2 separate regions of the Zea mays genome follow, and region 2 is linked to region 1. A link is a contact called in public Hi-C data. All regions are on one chromosome and are shown on one strand. Each heading gives the region's core, a stretch centred on a gene start, on an enhancer-like site or on the middle of the called end of the contact. The rest is flanking DNA. Distances are from core to core; before and after follow the strand shown. Region 1 holds the start of LOC103646598. Region 2 holds the start of LOC100194244.

Region 1 (5,722 bases), core at 1,874-4,373:
TAGAATGAGTTCATCCATCACTACCTCATTCCTTATAGTTAGTTAGTTAGTACTAATATGAGGAATGGAGTCCTTCCACCAAATTTGAGGAATGAACTCATGATACACCACCTCAATTTGGATGGTTTGATTCCTCAAACCAAACACTCTATAAATGAACTTCCTAAATTTAGAAACTTCTCATCTAACCTCATTTCTTCTCTACATTAACCTCATTTTCTCTCTGCATTTGACAACCATTCAGTAACTCCCTAAACAAAAATATTGACTGCATTATGTAGATAATGAAGGTAATTGATGACATTTATGACTTATATTTTTTGATGTGGATAGATACAAAACAAAACTACAACCTATATTTAGAGAACTATTGGAGAACACACATTTTTTACTTCCAAATTTATTTAGCAACTTATTAAATCTATAATTTAGAGAGCAGGACTGTTGGAGTTGCTCTAAGACTATACGACACCTATAGCTTCCCTCTCGGGGAATCTAAATGTTTTCTCTGCAATGTCCAGAGCTGAAAGTCTGCAATGCACCTTTGTCAAACCAGTCCTGTATATTTTTACCCTACATCATCTTTCCTTTAACCTTTTTTCTTTAGCAGAGTACACCGCTCAAAACGTATATGTACACGCACCTCCGCAGCCTATTAAAATCTGTTCTCCTCTTCTTTACAAAATCATAACTTGGCACCGTAATGCTTGGTCGCTTTATCCTTCTGCTCCTTTTTCTTTTTTCTTCTTCCTGCAGGCTGTGAAGCTACGCTTCCAGATGAAGGTTGGAAGGCAGCCTGACCCCGATGACTTCTTCGATTTCTCACTTCTGCGACGAGTCCTCGTGTGTTCTTCTTCTTCTTCTATGGCATGAACTGCGCTACTTTCCAGATCATTGCTAGCATCGGTGACGCTGTCATCCTCGTCGTCATAATGCTGCTCCTCCTGAAGAAGCTCGAGGAGTCTCTGCTTCTTTTTTACCAGAGAAGGACCCGACCTGTCTGCCAGCATCCGCCCACTTGAGGGCGTTAATCTCGGATGAACGGGTGTGCTGCCTCTTGACGGAGTGAAATCTTCAGCCAATACGAGGAAACATGCCAAAATAATGAGAAAATTTTTACTTGCAGTGCTCCGGAACATGGTGTGAACCTATAGTTCAGGTTTTTACCTCCTCTGACGCTGTAGAAATCGTCTTCGCTGTCGGAATCTAGCCAGGGCCTCGCTTCGAAGAACGACTCGTCTTTGCTTCCTGGTGGCCACATCAAGAGAGGCATGTTACTAGGTTAACAGAACGAAATGAAGGCGCAATTTAAATTTGTCGCCTACGTTGAGGCATCAAAGGCAGGCGCGGAAGTCCTGTTGCAATTGAAACATAGTAACAGACAGAGAGCAATGAATTGCAGCTACGACTTCATTTACAAGGTAAAGCAAGTGCGTCAAGCGTTATAAATACAAGAAACTGTTGCGGTGACATTGGAACTAAAAAGAAAAAAAAAGAAAATTCCCATGGACAGAGAGTTGGCACTAACTTATTATCAGAAAAGGTGAGACACTTGAACTTTTGTTGTGAAATAATGGATGTAGACACGATTGACTTTCCAGTTTGTAGGAAGCGTGGTATCACAAGGTCTATGTGTTTTTTTTTTGTCAGGGGAAGAAGATTTGTCCATTGACAGCTAGAGAAAAGTACATTTGGACATCGATTTTTATTTGTCCACTAATACTATTTCGTCATAGTATTCAGGACACCTCACATTCAAGTCCCAACTGCAGAATACGACGGCGCATTTATTTACTGGACGAAATTAATAAGTTCTTCCCCCTCAAGGTTTGCAAACAGAGAAGGCAGTACAACATCGCCCCATATATAGAATAGAAGTCAAAGAAACGGGCCACAGGACGGCATTAAGGTCAGATAGTTGCAAAGCACATCCGTCTCCGATCCTTCGAATTTACCGGCATTAACCTTCTCCTTAGGCTCGTCAAACAATCAGGTGACCTAACGCACGAGCTACCTGTCTTGTTCTGCTGGGTGATATGACCGTTCATCATCACACATTCACACACCTCACCGGACGAACAATCCTACCAAACAGAATCGACAGCTTTGTGTTATGCTGTCGCGAAATGTGCCGGCCCACCTAACAAGGTGGAGTAGTCTTGCGCTTGATAACATACAGCCAAGGGTTTGTTCGTTTATGTCGGATTACACCCGAAATCATTCCAGCTAATCAAAGTTTATATAAATTAGAGAACCAATCCGGTTATGAACCGTTCCGACTCACCAATCCTAAACAACCGAACGGCACCTAACTTGATTCATCGCTTTTTTTTTTTTGCCCCATCAATCCATGACAACCCCCACCCAGTAGAGTGATTAAAGAGTTTCTGTGAACAGGATAAGTAAATAGATTTTGTTATATATAGATAGATAAACGTAACAGAGGGAAAGGAATATACACGAAAATATACTAAAAATGTGCGGCATTGTGGACGATGCGTAAATAGATAACCCAGCCCTCCATTAACCAGCGATTGAAGACGGTGGCAAAAGCGGACGCGATTTTTTAATTAGAGAGAAAAAACGATCGGCAGGCGCGTACCATTAACCGCTCCGTCGATGCTGTGATCTGCGCCTGCCCCGACGACGGTTACCGCCCCGGCACGATCCGTTTCGTACTTGCCATCCGGCAAAGGCTCCGCCACCGCCGACGGCATGGAGTGGGAGGAGGCGCTGTCGCCGACGATCGTAAGCAGCCTCGTGTCGCCGCCACCCCTGGCGCGCTCCGGGGATGGTTGGGATGTTGACGCCAGGAGCAGGGATGGGGAGCCGGGGCGACGATGGACGGCAGAATGCTACAGCGCCGCGCGCGGCGAGCAGAGGCTGGAGGAGGGGGTTGAGTAGTTGATGGATTTTTTGTGTGGAGAGATTGGCGGTGCTTGCCCGCGGTGTGTGTTTTTGCCGTTTTTGTGTGGTGGTGGCCAGCTGCGGTGGAATGGAAGGAGGGAGGGAGGGAAGGGAAGGAGCAGGGCCACGGAAGGAATTGTCGAATTCGAAGCATCGCGTGGTGCGTGCGGAGACGGAGCATTCTCCTCCTCGTCGTCTGTGATCTGTCCCTCCCACCCACGCGCTCTCAGGCTATTCTCAATGAGGGTTTCATGGAGAGTTTCATGACATTAATTACTGTGACACATCAGCATTTTTAATGACATATCAATGATTTAATGAGGGAAGAGAAGGAACTAGTTTCATCTCCATGAAACGCTGCCAACCCGTTTCCAAGACATGTGAAATCGTGTGAAACCCCCATTGAGGCCCATATCGTTTCATTCCGAGATCCACTGTGGCTTCTTCTCCCACACCCCACACGCGCGCTTGAGGCCCAAATATACTATCCCTGCCTTCATCTGCTCTCGCTTGGTCCGCCGTCACCTGCTTGGTCCGCCGTCGGCTTGGTCCGCCGTCATCTGCCACCCCACACGCGCGCCCGTCGGCTCCGTCACCTGCTCCCACAACTGCTCTGTCACCTGCGCCCGTCACCTGCTCCATCGCCTGCGCCCATCGGCTCACCTGCTCCCACACGGAGCGTCGATCCAGGGCGCCATCACCTGCTCCCGCTGGGACTTGTCCGCCGGCGACCGCACCTCCCGGCGACCGCACCTGCTCGCGATGGACCCAACGAATCAGAGGTCCTCAGGGGCAGGGCGGCGCCGCTCCGTTGCTGCTGCTAAGGGCCATGGTCAGCAGCATGTGCCGGCACCTACGTCACTCCGTTCGCCCTCTTCACCTGATTCGCAACAAGTACAGTCTCCAAATCCCCCATGGTACGTATTGTGGACTTTGGTATTTTTTTTATTAGTCTGATGCCTCCAACCTTTAGTAATTTTGGATTCTGGAAGGCATGTAGTAATTAGGTCTTCTGTTTTGTGGTACAGGAACTTTTATCCACCAAATGGTTTTGTGAATCTCATTAACCAACCATACATGCCAATGCCGTCGCAGCCACTTGGAGAGAATTTCCACTTTGTTGGTCTCACACAGAACTTCAACACTTCTCCGCCACCGCCACCGCCACCAAATGCTAAAAGGACTCAAAAACCATCCAGACTAGCTAAAGGAACAATTCAGATTGATGGTGATGGTGATGCAACCACTGAGGAATCTAAGGCAGTCAAGAAAAGGTATTGGACACATGACGAGGAAGTGAGGCTGGTAATAAACCTTTTCAAACCTTCTCATATATATAATATTATACAGGAATGAACTTCTAATTTGATGTTTCATATTCATAGGCTAGTGCTTGGTTGAACTGTTCTAATGATCCAATACATGGCAATGACAAGAAAGGAGAAACTTTTTGGAAGGAAATTGCAGAATACTTTAACAAGCATGCTCCAGCAGATCGTCAAAGGGACGTCAATCAATTAAAGATACACTGGACAAGGTTGAAGACAGTGATCAACAATTTCAATGGGTGTTGGAGCGCAGTATCAAAAATGCATACAAGTGGGTACTCTGATGATCAGTTAATGGATGAGGCACAAAAGATGTATGCAAATGGTAATAACGGCAAACCGTTCACGCTGGTTCATTGGTGGAAAACTCTCAGAAATGAACCTAAATTTTGTGCACAAATCTCACAGATGGATAAGGAAAAAGGTCAGAGCCATACCATTGACATCACTGAAGATAGAGATCTGCTTCCCTCACAACGTCCTATAGGAAGAGATGCAGCCAAGGCTCAAAGGAATGGAAAGCGCAAGGCAGAAGAGGTTTTGGATGGTATTGCTCGCCTTGGGGACAGCATAAACAAAATTGTTGAAGTGCAACAAGACCGGAAGCAAGAGCGTGAAAAAGTGGCTGAAACTCAACTAGAAATCTCAAGGTTACAACTCAAAGCTGCACAGGAACAGAAGGAGGCAAAATTGCTTGAAGTATATAGCTCACTACTGCAGCAAGACACTAGTCAATTATCTGATCAAGGAAAGATAAACCGAGAGAGGACATTGCAGAAGATGGAGCTGAAATTATTCGGTGATAATGCTGAAGACTAAGGTATCAAGCTATTCTATTTATGAGCACCTTTATACTTGAAAATTTGTTGGCTTTTCACACCTTGTAATTATCTTTACAGGCTCCCATTGGCTGCGAACTGAAAGGAAAATGCAGTGTGAACTGAAATGTTTTCGTGTATGCCTTGTTTTTTTGTGAACTGAAATGTTTGTGTGAACTGAAATGTCTGTGTGTACTGAAATGTCTGTGTGAACTGAAATGTTTTTTTAGATGAAAAGTCAAGTGCGAACTGAATTATTTCTGTGAAATGAAAGGTCTACTGTGAACTGAATTATGTCTGTGTGAACTGAATTATTACTGTGAACTGAATTATTACTGTGAACTGAATTATGTCTGTGTGAACTGAATTATTACTGTGAACTGAATAGTCTATTGTGAATTGAATTATTTCTATTATGTATATATATAGGACATGGCCTGTGCATACCAGGCCTGCACCATTTGCACGCCAGCACAAGATAGCACAAGATGTCAGATGTCCCATCTAGTAATTCTTTGTTAGATGATTTTCTCGCTGAGGATAACATAATGGATGATGTTGTTTCTGAGGTCACTGATTTTTTGAAAGCCAGTGTCGAAGCTATTCATGAAGTAGCATCAGATCATCGTCTTCGTCCGAGGAAGTACATCAGAAGACCACGGGAAGAGA
Region 2 (5,722 bases), core at 1,167-3,666, 240 kb after region 1:
TAACTCATCGCATAAAGCATTCAAGCCAGGACGTAGGGTGTTACGCATCTCAAAGCGGCCCGAACCTGTACATCATTGTCTACTACTTCTCGTGCGCCCAGCACGAACCATCGAGCTATAGTCGGTAACACCGTCCTACTCCTAAAAGCACCTTGGGGGGTAACCCTGGGTGCGCGGTCGGACCCGAAACACCGACAGGGGTTGGTAGCATGGCCAACTGCACAAACACCGGTTGAACCGCCCTTGTGTGTCGATTCAATTAAGTTTGAGCAGAGAGGTCCAGGGTCAAAACTCGGTTGAACCGCCCCTAGGGCCAGTTTAACGGGTTTTAAGCAGAGAGCTCTAATGGCTTGCACCAGTTGAGCAACCCCTTAGGGCAGGTTCAACTAGCTTTGACCAGAGAGGACTCCAACACCAAAACCTCGAACCAGTTGAACTCGCAGAAAAGATCAATAGACTTGGTTTTTGAAATTAGCTTTTGAAACTGAGAACTTGAGCTTTACAAACACCGTTACCTTTGTGAATCCCTCTTTATATGGTAATTGCTACGACTCAAGAAATGTAAAATTTGAATATGTTGATGCTTGGAATCACATGAAGCACGCCATATGATGTAAATAACTTAGCCACAACACGTTCCTTTTTTGTTCACAATTAATGCTTGTACTTCTTTTGTCTTTGAAATAACTGAACATATACTAGGAGCAAACTTATTAGATACTTTATTTGTTTTGTCATTTAATCACCAAAACCCTCAAATGGATTGATTGCACTTACACAAAACAGTGAGCTGGGAGCGCGTAATTTCTTGTCAAGTGTGTCTTGTGCAGCTACATGACAGAGGTATTTATAGGGGTAGTCAAGGGTTGGTGGACCTAAGTACAGTAATACCCTCGACTACCAACTATATTCACGACGTGCACTGTACAATGGGGTAATTACAGGACTGTAAGTACAAGTCTCCCTATCACACCAGAATTGGTACCCTCTCCAATCGTTGACAGGTGGACCCAGAGTAGTTGAGTGTTGTTTCACAGTGATCGTATGGTGCAAGGACCTAGCGCATGCCTTTTGTCCTTCCTCATGGAGACGTGGACTCGTTGCTCATGTCGACACGACGAAGTCGACCACCTTCGACTTTGTTAGGCCTTTGTGTAGTACTCGAAGGCTGACCCCTTCGTAGGTCACCCGATTGACTTTGCTGTCAGAGTGGAAGGGGCGGATCCCATCACCTTTGAGATCCGTTACCAGGCATTCGCTTCTTTCTTGCTTGAATGGTCGTCTGACACTTTGGTAGCAGGTTAGTGTGCAATGCAAAGAGATCGAGGGGTCGTTCTGTCTTCGCTCCAACACACAACACAATAGAAAGCCACACGTAGCACAATGCTCCTACATAGTACCATCTCGCTAGCTGAAAAGGGATGAACAACCAAGCGGTCTAAAAAAAGGTCGACATCTTTTTCAACTCATACATTTCTTGGCTTTTTGTTAAGATAAGTGTAATATTTATTATTATTAATTTAATATCTGATGTGAATCATATGTTTACTCCGATATTAAATTTATTTTATGAATATCAAATATGATTATATTGCGACGGATATTGTACTAGTGTTTTTTCTAATTGGAGTCACTCCGTTCTAGTTACTTTGTAACCAAACAACAACAAAACTGGGACAGAACAGCTCCGTTCTACTTGGCTCTTCAACCAAACACTACCTAAGAGTTTCATCAACAAAATACTCGCTCCATTTCAATTTATATTTCGTTTGACTTTTTAACCTTAGGTTTGACTGACTCGTCTTATTAAAAATTTAATAATTAATATTAATTTTTGTTGTGATATTGTTTAGTGTATAATATACTTTAAATATGGCTTTATTTTTTTCAAAAATTGATTAGGACAAGTCAGTTAGATGTATTTTAAAAAAAGTTAAATAAATTATAATTTAGAACAGAGGGAGTATTTTGTTAATCCGAACAACTGGGTCTAAGTTATTTTCTGCACAAATGAACCGGTTGCATGGGATCCGGATCATCGGCAGTCGAACAGTCTGACAGGTCCTCCGGCGTCGACGCGTGAGAGCAGTCGACTGCCGAGTATCCCAATCCGTTGCATCCGTCGGTGACGGGCGAACTTTGAATGCACGCTACCAAAAGAGGTTGGAAACGCTGACTACTCAGCACTGGAAAAAGTACACTGAAAAACTTGTTGAAGTGAAATAACGACAAAAAGAAAATATGGAGTTTTTCATGGCGGAAAGGAGCCTGCCAGCCTGGGCGACCCTTTTCAATAGCCGACACGTCGAGAGGAGCCCCTTGTTGCAGCGTGAGTGCAGCAGGCACAGGGAAGGGGACAACGTCAAGATCCTGTCCTCTGCGTCGACTGTCGAGGGATCGGCATGGCGTTGAGGGTGTCCCCCGTGTCGCATGGCGCCGCGGCAGCGCCGCTGCCGCCGCTCGCCCGGAGGAGGATGGCCCGTGGGGTGGTGGTGGCCATGGCGTCCACCATCAACAGGTGAGCACAGCGGATCCCTCGCCTCTCGCTGTCTTCCTGACCGTGAGATGCTTTTTTGCGGAAACGTGTCGGTTGTTGGGAGCCACAATCGTTGGGGTAAGTGATATTCCCGATCTGCATTGACTTGGTCTGCTGGATCGAAGCAAATCACTGGTGAAAGTTTTACCTTTGCGATTGATTCGTGATCTGGGTGGGGCAGAGATGCCACATTGTTTTTTTCCTCCTCCCACCCCCTCGTTTTTATCGAGATCCACGATTTTGGATACATTTGTGACTGATTTGTTGTCTTCATCTCTCAGTTGATTTTTTTTATCTATCAGTCGATTTTTTTTTTGTTTCATCTCTCAGTCAATTGCGGCGGTATTAGTACATGCAGAAAGTAGTTGGCTGTTGATGTCTCAAACTTGTTCAAATCTGCTGATGGCGATTGAGATGTCGTGAGCTTAAGAAACGATTGGTTTACATCAGGGATTACCATCCCGTTTTGAAATCGAATTCCACCAGGCGCCGAAAACGAGATTACCGTCCCGTTTACATCAGGGATTACCATCCCGTTTTGACTTTACATTCTTTCTAAGGCTCTCTCCGGCAACTCTATGTCTCATTCCCTATTGCACCTTTTATTTTAAACTCCACTAAACAAACAATGTTATCTACAGCAAACAATGTTTTATACGTGTAATATTACATCCTAATTTGTCAATTAAACAACTAGATTTTGTCACTCTATTTGATGATGATAATAAATATGTTCGTTTTAGAGACTATGATGTAAGAATTTGTCAAACTTCACTCCAATCATAACATAACTTATGTTCACCGGACGAAATTAGGATTCATATCAATTAATCACGATTAGTCGGACGACTTAAGCGATTAATCGTGATTGGTCCAAACCGACTTGGACGATTAATCGTGACTAATCGCTATTAATCGGACGAGTAAACATTGAGCGTCACAAGAACACTTTGAAATATAGATGATTATCAATAGTCAAACTGATGCATTTGATACTCTGAAACAGTAAGAAAGCAATCACTACCTGCCATCAAACATAAGAAGTGGTTACTAAACTGAGGATGAAATGATAAAGATGTATTGTTAATTGTGGAGTGTCGTATATTTATTAACATGAATTTTGCAGTGTGTTGGTTGTGCTTTAGTTGATCAAACATTGCACTTGGTTCTCCTACCTTAGTGTAGCATATATGTTGCAATTTTAACGTTAGCACTTAAACCTACCCCATTAGATAATACTCCCTCTGTTTCAAATTATACGGCGTTTTGACTCTTTTGGGTACATAATTTTGTTATGCACTTAGATATAAATCATGTCTAGATACATAACAAAGAGAATGAAACTAGAGAAGCCAAAATGTCTTATAAATGGGAACGGAGAGAGTGTTCATGTTTGGAAAATTCCAGTAATTGCTTCAGATGGTTGCTTTGTTTAGGTTAAATTGTAAAAGCCCGAGGCAAGCTGTCTATGCAAAGATCAGAAGCCCTTCCTACCATTGTAAATAAGTTGTTTCACTCTGCTCCATGTGGCTTATGAATTGCTAAAGAAATCTCTTGGTCACTGTAACTTTTTTCCCAAGAAATATATGGAAGTTTCCAGTCCCAGGTTTTGTGTTAGATAATTTGTTTCCTAAATTTTCTGCAAGAAACAAGTGGAAGTTCCCAGTCTATAGTATAGTTTGTTCTAGTTTTCTGGAAGAAATATGTGGAAATTTACTTCCTGAAGATTTCGTGGTAGATAGGTTGTTGTGAATTGCACACATTTCCTTTTGTTTTCCCTTATGAATGGATCACCTTGCCAACTACTTCCCTTACTCTGCAATGTTCATTTTACATTTTTTGATTACTTGGGTGCTTTTACTAGGGTCAAGACTGTCAAAGAACCCTATACTCCTCCACGTGAGGTACATCGCCAAATTACCCATTCACTACCACCTCAGAAGCGGGAGATTTTCGATTCACTTCAACCTTGGGCCAAGGATAACCTATTGAACCTGCTGAAGCCAGTTGAAAAGTCATGGCAGCCACAGGACTTCCTACCAGAGCCGTCTTCTGATGGATTTTATGATGAGGTTAAAGAACTGAGGGAACGGGCAAATGAAATACCTGATGAGTACTTTGTTTGCTTAGTTGGTGATATGGTTACTGAGGAAGCCTTACCAACCTATCAAACAATGCTTAACACCCTTGATGGAGTCCGGGATGAAACTGGTGCAAGTCCAACCACGTGGGCAGTTTGGACAAGGGCATGGACAGCTGAAGAGAACAGACATGGTGACCTCCTTAATAAGTACATGTACCTTACTGGACGGGTTGACATGAAACAAATTGAGAAGACCATTCAGTATCTGATTGGTTCCGGAATGGTAAGCGATTAAGTACTATTATATATCTTCAAGGATTTTGATATCTGTTTTTCCCTTTCCTTCCATTTATAGCTTTTCAATGAATCATGAAATCACCGACATTTGCTTTTGATAATCATGTGACAACTGTTGTATAGTAACATGCAATATTTTCAAGTCGTTCGATTAATCACGATTATTCGTCCAAGTCGGCTTGGACCAATCATGATTAATCAAGTCGTTCAACTTGAAAACACTGGTAACATGTTGAAGAATTGGAGAAACGGGGAAAATTAATGATGTGGAGTGAGCTGTTTTGGATAACTTGTAGTCATAAGTGTAATTTATATTTTCATTTCTTTCTTATGCAGGATCCTGGGACTGAGAACAACCCGTACTTGGGTTTCCTTTACACATCATTTCAAGAAAGAGCAACATTTGTATCACATGGAAACACTGCAAGACATGCCAAGGAGTATGGTGATCTCAAGCTGGCACAGATATGCGGTACGATAGCAGCTGACGAAAAGCGCCACGAAACAGCCTACACCAAGATAGTCGAGAAGCTCTTCGAGACTGATCCTGACTACACGGTGCTTGCATTTTCTGACATGATGAGGAAGAAGATCACAATGCCTGCTCATCTCATGTACGATGGCAAGGACGACAACCTGTTTGAGCACTTCAGTGCAGTAGCACAGAGGATGGGTGTGTACACTGCTAAAGATTATGCCGACATCCTCGAGTTCTTGGTCCAGAGGTGGAAAGTCGCAGATCTCACCGGGCTGTCTGGAGAAGGGAGAAGGGCGCAAGATTTCGTCTGTACCTTGGCACCGAGAAT

Evidence for each region. A called contact is a pair of places that touch in the nucleus more often than the background predicts.
Region 2: a Hi-C map of endosperm shows a contact between it and region 1, with 2.3 times the contacts expected there. The contact joins the promoter of LOC100194244 here to the promoter of LOC103646598 in region 1. A contact is called at or near these places in 5 of 25 Hi-C or Micro-C datasets (bundle sheath, ear, endosperm and 2 more).

What each region holds. Positions count from the first base shown.
Region 1 is chr2:76,206,580-76,212,301 of Zm-B73-REFERENCE-NAM-5.0, forward strand. It overlaps LOC103646598, which reads right to left and starts at 3,124. Exons shown (of 3, transcript XM_008671305.2): 1 at 2,603-3,124; 2 at 1,168-1,248; 3 at 292-1,072. The coding sequence starts at 2,717. The coding sequence ends at 717. LOC100384385 reads left to right here and starts at 3,440. Exons shown (of 4, transcript NM_001176928.1): 1 at 3,440-3,824; 2 at 3,936-4,212; 3 at 4,293-5,055; 4 at 5,135-5,380. The coding sequence starts at 3,670. The coding sequence ends at 5,054.
Region 2 is chr2:76,448,162-76,453,883 of Zm-B73-REFERENCE-NAM-5.0, forward strand. LOC100194244 reads left to right here and starts at 2,417. Exons shown (of 3, transcript NM_001139285.1): 1 at 2,417-2,518; 2 at 4,401-4,902; 3 at 5,253-5,722. The coding sequence starts at 2,475.